2 separate regions of the Sus scrofa genome follow, and region 1 is linked to region 2. The links are chromatin contacts, called in public HiChIP or PLAC-seq maps. All regions are on one chromosome and are shown on one strand. The core of a region is the stretch at or near the end of the contact, and the rest is flanking DNA. Distances in the headings are between cores, read along the strand shown. Region 1 holds the start of RPL10 (ribosomal protein L10). Region 2 holds the start of PLXNA3 (plexin-A3).

Evidence for each region. HiChIP or PLAC-seq counts read pairs in DNA pulled down with a chosen protein or histone mark.
Region 1: an H3K27ac HiChIP or PLAC-seq map of alveolar macrophages shows a contact between it and region 2. The contact joins the promoter of RPL10 here to the promoter of PLXNA3 in region 2. A contact is called at or near these places in 1 of 5 promoter capture datasets (fetal liver), 2 of 47 Hi-C or Micro-C datasets (blood and embryonic fibroblasts) and 1 of 2 datasets of contacts at active chromatin or transcription factors (alveolar macrophages).

The regions. Positions count from the first base shown.
Region 1 is chrX:124,925,929-124,928,675 of Sscrofa11.1, reverse strand. RPL10 (ribosomal protein L10) reads right to left here and starts at 1,427. Exons shown (of 6, transcript NM_001044543.1): 1 at 1,259-1,427; 2 at 363-421; 3 at 165-272. The coding sequence starts at 1,281.
Region 2 is chrX:124,980,908-124,983,607 of Sscrofa11.1, reverse strand. PLXNA3 (plexin-A3) reads right to left here and starts at 1,301. Exons shown (of 34, transcript XM_021080740.1): 1 at 1,194-1,301.

The DNA of each region.
Region 1 (2,747 bases), core at 178-2,677, 55 kb after region 2:
GGGGGAGAAGGCAGCAGAGTGAGACAAAATGGCACGACTTGCTGGGGTTCTCTAGGAACATCTGGTTGTTTGGCAAGAGGCTCCTGACCAATGAATGACCTGCTGACTCCAGCAGAGCGAGGTCTAGCTCTGACTGGGACGATGAGCAAGGAGCCCGGCCTCACCTTCAGAGGAGAGTTGCTCGTACTCATCTGACACCATGTGGCCACAGAGCGGAAACTCATCCACTTTTGCCTTCTTCCGCCCCAGGTCAAAGATGCGGATCTTAGCATCTGAAGAAACAACTCTGGTTAGCGTCGGGGGTGCCACAGGCAACTGAGTCCGTGCGGCCGTAGAAGGTTGAGAGCCTTCCCGCTACTTACCAGGGACACCTCGGCAGAACCGAGACTTTGGGTACGGCTTGTTCTTGCAATACCGGTAACTGCGGAAGGCAGAAAAGACCCAGGCTTGTAAAGATTCACAAACGAAGGCCTCAATGGGCACTCTGAGTGCTACCTCAAGTTAAGACCAAAAGGGGAGCTGGGAAAGGTGAGATGACACACGTCCATCTCTAAGTTATGTCTCCACTCCTGGAGATTTGCCCTAAAGCAAGATGTAGCCAAAAGTTAGGACACCCGATCCGGGAGCTTATAAAGGAACGCCAGCATATCCTCCATCCCCTGCTGGTCTTTACACTTCCTATGAGGCCAACGCTTTGAAACAGACCATGTAAACATTTCATTTCATCTACCTAAAGACGTTTGGGCACGTGGCAATGAGTCCTTCTCTGAGCCACGTGAAGGGCTCCCGGCGCCCCCTGCAGGGCACACGAGGCGGCTGAGCTTTTCCGGGACTGCCCTTGGCCTCGGAGGAGCCTGAACGGCACGTCGCCTGGAAATAAGATGAGGATGGTATACAAAGGCCCAGAAAGAGCACTGAGCTTAAAAAGCCAGCGCATTTCGAGAACAGAGGGCGAGATGCAAGGCGGTTTCCATTGTAGCCCGAAACTGGGGCAGCGTATGCCGTGTAGGTCCAACCCGCAACTCGAACAAAATCGGAGAAACATAAATGACAAATAGCAGCCTGAACTTACTTTTTAAAAAAGACAGTTTAAACAAAGGCCTAAAGCGACCCGGATGGTACTGGGGAAAACGCGGAGTCTGTTCCCAGGGCAGGAAAGGCGCAAAAGGGAGACCCCACCCCATGGCTACTTTTAGTAGCCAAATGCAGTTCTCCCTCCCTTTTCCCAGCAGCAAAACTGCATGGACTAGGCACTCACCACCGGGCGGGGCGGCGGCCCATGGCGACACCAAGATCTTCAGTGGCTGCAACGAAACAGACAAAGTCGGAAGAAAAGACGAACACAGGCCTCAAGGGAGGAGACAGAAACGGCAAGGACACCGCCACGGCCTGATCCCGCGACTACTCACCGCGCCGAAGGAAAAGAGGCGCTCCCACGCCTGCGCATCCTTTATATAGGCGGTCTATCTTCACGGGTAGGAACCATAGAGTCTGGGGGCGGGCGAGGAGACGCTCTGTTAGACTTCCGGACCATAGACGCGGCGGTGCTCTGCGCATGTGTACGGGCGTGCCTGCGCACATGCGCAGAGCGGGAAGGCGGCTGAGCACCCGGCCGTGAGCGGCAGACTGGCGAATGGGGCTTCGCCACATCGGCTCGAGGAGCCAGCTTCCGGTTGGCCATCTTGGGCGTAAAATTCTTGCCCGAGGCTTCGCCGTAACTATAAAAGACATCTGTTCCTAGCACTGGAAGAAAGTACTCCCGAATGGGGCTCGCGGCGGCCGCACACCTGTCCCCTGGCATCGTGAGGCTTGGGACGAGCCCTCTGTGCCTCCCCCGTGCGGTTCCAGGGCTCGGCAGGGACGCACCCTAATGGAGCTTCGGCCATCGTTCCTTTGTGGACCGGGAGGCCCGCCCAACCCCACCCCCGTCCTCCCTGTCCTAAACGAGGAGTCTTGGCACCCACTTTGTTGCGAGCCAAGTCCCCGTTCCCTGGAGACCCGGGGCGGGGCGTATGCCCTCCCGCCAGAAAAGCCAAGGAAATGCGGCCACAAAGGTCCAGGGCTCTGGAGACCCCGTGACCACCATTGAGCCTACCCCTCCACAGCGGAGAAAATTAGACGTTATGCTCTCCAGAGTGACTTGGAGAAGAGGAAAAGGAAGGTGGCGACCACACCCAGTTAGCAAAGGAGCACTGTCACTTCAGCTGCGCCCGAGTTCTGGCTTCTGAAAGCTGCCTTGATCCGTGCTCCTGAAAGCTCCTACCCTCCCAAGGGACCAGGATGCGGCATCCCCCCCCCCCAAACACACACAGTGTCTTCTAGCGCCTCCTGAGTGTGCCTCTGAGATGTTTTGAGATAAAGCAAAGATCCTTCCCCTGTCTGTCCAAGAATGGTATCCAGAGAAGTGTGCAGAGCTAGTGCTCATGTCAGCAGGGATCCAAAGCAGAGGTGACCACGATCTGGAGGTAGGGACAGCAGGAAAGTAACAAGGTCTTCCCCATGCTACCTAACAGGCATGACTCACCTGTTCTCTAGGACTACCTGTAACTTTAGAGAATGTTTTCTTTAGGAAAACTTGGGGAGATTTGTGGCATGCATTTCCAGCAACAGGGTAGGGTCCGTCCCAGGGAACAGAGCCTCCCTTTCCAACAGGGTCATCTGGGTCTGGAAACTGGATGAGAAGATGTGACTTTCCCTGGGGGAGCTCAAGTCAGGTGCTGGGCTCCCAGACTAGAGCGTTTAGGGTT
Region 2 (2,700 bases), core at 52-2,551:
GCCCAAGGCCTCCCTCTGCTAGCTGTCCAGGAGCCTGCTGTGTAGCCTATACCGGCTGCAACACAAAGCCGAGTCGCGCCTGCCCCCACAGCCACGCACAGAGACAGACATAAGTCAGGCTCTGCTCAGGCGCAGCCAGACAGATGCCCAGGCAGCCCCGCGCAGCTCTTCCTCCAAACCCAGAGGTTCGCTGGGGAAAGGGAGACGCAGGGGGGCCCGAGGAGCCCTACGGAAAGGAGGCCACGGTCGCAATACAGCTGAGACCTTGGGGAGATGGGCTGGGGGCGCACAGAAGCAGTACTGCGCTTGGCTGGGTCTTCACCCCTAGGCCACACCCAGCCCTCGACCAGCTCCAGGCAACCAAGCCAGTAGAGCAGTGTCGTGGCAGCGGACAGGGCAGGGCTCAGGGCTCCGCTCTCAGTGCCCAAGCCCCCAGGGAGACACAAGGTACCCGGCCGGGGCGGGGTGGGGGGGGTGCAGAGACCCAAACCAAGGAGGCACAGAAGAAAGCGGGGAAATGCATTTGCTGGAACAAGGAGCAGACACAGCCTGGAACTGCCGAGTTTCAGCTCAGACTGATCATCTCTCTGGGGCTCTTTTGTCAGGTCCGAATCCTGGACCCTCCATGCAACAGCCGGAGAAGAAAGAAAGAGAAGGAGGCCTCATCCCCTCCTCACCTCCTCCACTCGGCGGCACAGGAATACAAGCGGAAGAATGGGCCTGGGCAGGTGGCCTGGGAGACCTGGAGAGGCAGGACTGGCAGCCCAAGCGCCCACCCCAAACCTTAGCCTGTAAGTGAGAGCCTGGGGCATCACCGGCTCCCCCACCTCTCTGCTACAGCCCGGCCAGCAGAGCCCTAGGAGGGGACAGACCCTCGCAGAGACCCGGCTCCAGCGCCCACTCCCCAGTGCCCCGCGCTGTGCTCCTGGCCCGGCTCGCCCTGCCCCCACCAGGGACGCCCCCCTCGGCGGACCCACAGGGACCCCCATGGAGGGCGGCGCGGCATCAGCCCTTGCAGCGGCCGCTCCTCCGCCACAAAGGGTCGGTCCCCCACAGGGCTGGCCCCGGAGAAGGCAGGGGGCCCGGGCGGGCCCTGACCCCTTCGGGGCTGAGCCGAACCCCCGGGCTGCGGGAGCCCCGGGCCGCCGAGCAGGCGGGACCCCCACGGGAGGCAGGGGATGGCGGCCACCTACCTGTCCCTTCGCCGCCGCTGGCTCCGGGGGGCCGCCCTCCAGCCCCACACCGGCCCCGTTCGCGCGCCCCGCCGCCGCCGCCGCCGCCGCCGCACCCCGCAGCCCGCGCGCCAGCGCCGCTGCCGCCGCCGCCCACACACTGGGCCGGCCCGCCGCCGCCGCCGGGGCCTTTTAAACCCGGACCGTACCACCGCGCCGGGCGGGGGCGCCCGGGGAGGACCGAGCGGCGGGGCTCACGCGCGAGGGCCGCTCTCCGCGGAGCCAGGGAGAGGCCCAGGGCGCAGGCCAGGCCCCGAGAGCCGCTGGGTCCCCGCCCGCGAGCCGACGCCCCTCGCGCCGGGGCCGCGGCCGCGGCGCGCGTCTCTCCCCCTCGTCGCGGCCGGCGGCTCGGGCAGCCCCGGGAACCGCGCGCCCGCGCGCGCCCGCGCCACACCCCCTCGGGCCGCGGGCGCGCGCAGACCCCGCCCCGGCGCTCGGGGGCGCGCCTGGGGCCACCTGCCGCGCGCGCGCCGCGCTCCTCGTCCCCGCCCTTCCTTCAGGCGCACACCTGCCACGGCCTCGCGGCCCCGAGGCCCCTCTGCCTGCGACGGTCGGTGACCCCGGGCTCGGCGCGAGGCCTCGGAGCTGTCGGCCATTCGCACGGGGCCCTGCCCCACGCGCGGCCCTCGGTTTCTCTCATCGCCTTGGTTTCCTTGGCCTTTTCGGTTTAGACGGCTTCCTTGAGATGGCATCCATCTATCCTGCCAGTGGCTCATTTACAGTGTCACGTTGGGCCAGTGTCTGGTGTATTCACAAAGTTGGGCAACCAGCCACATTATTAGACCCGCAAACGTCTTCATCACCCCCAAAGAAAAGCCCCGAGTACCCACTATCAGTCCTCGCTGGTCCACCTCTCACCCGCCCTGGCACAGCCCACCTCCAGCCGGCCGCACTGCCCCCACCCCAGGCCCCGGTGCCCACTCCTCCACTTGCGGCCGATGGCTTTCCCTCTTCTGGCCGTCTCACAGCAGTGGATTCACACAATCCGCTTGGGTCTTTGGCGTCTGGGGTCTTCCGCTGAGCATGATGTTTTGATATTGTGACCTGTATCAGGACTTTGTTTCTTTTTAGGGCCAAAGAATATTCCATTACTTGGATATTCCACTGTTATTGATGCGTTCATCAATTGGCAGGCACTGCTGTCGTTTCCATCTTTCGGCTCGGGTGAACAACGCTGCTACAGACATTCCTCTCTATGTTTTTGTGCGAACGCGTTATCGTTTCCCTTCCACTTAGGAGTGAAACTGCTGGGACAAACGATAACTCTGTTTTTAATGTTTTTAAAAATTTATTTGTCTTTTTGCCATTTCTTGGGCCGCTCCTGCGGCATATGGAGGTTCCCAGGCCAGGGGTCGAATTGGAGCTGTAGGCGCCGGCCTACGCCAGAGCCACAGCCATGCGGGAATCCGAGCCGCGTCTGCGACCCACACCACAGCTGAAGGCAACGCCGGATCGTTCACCCACTGAG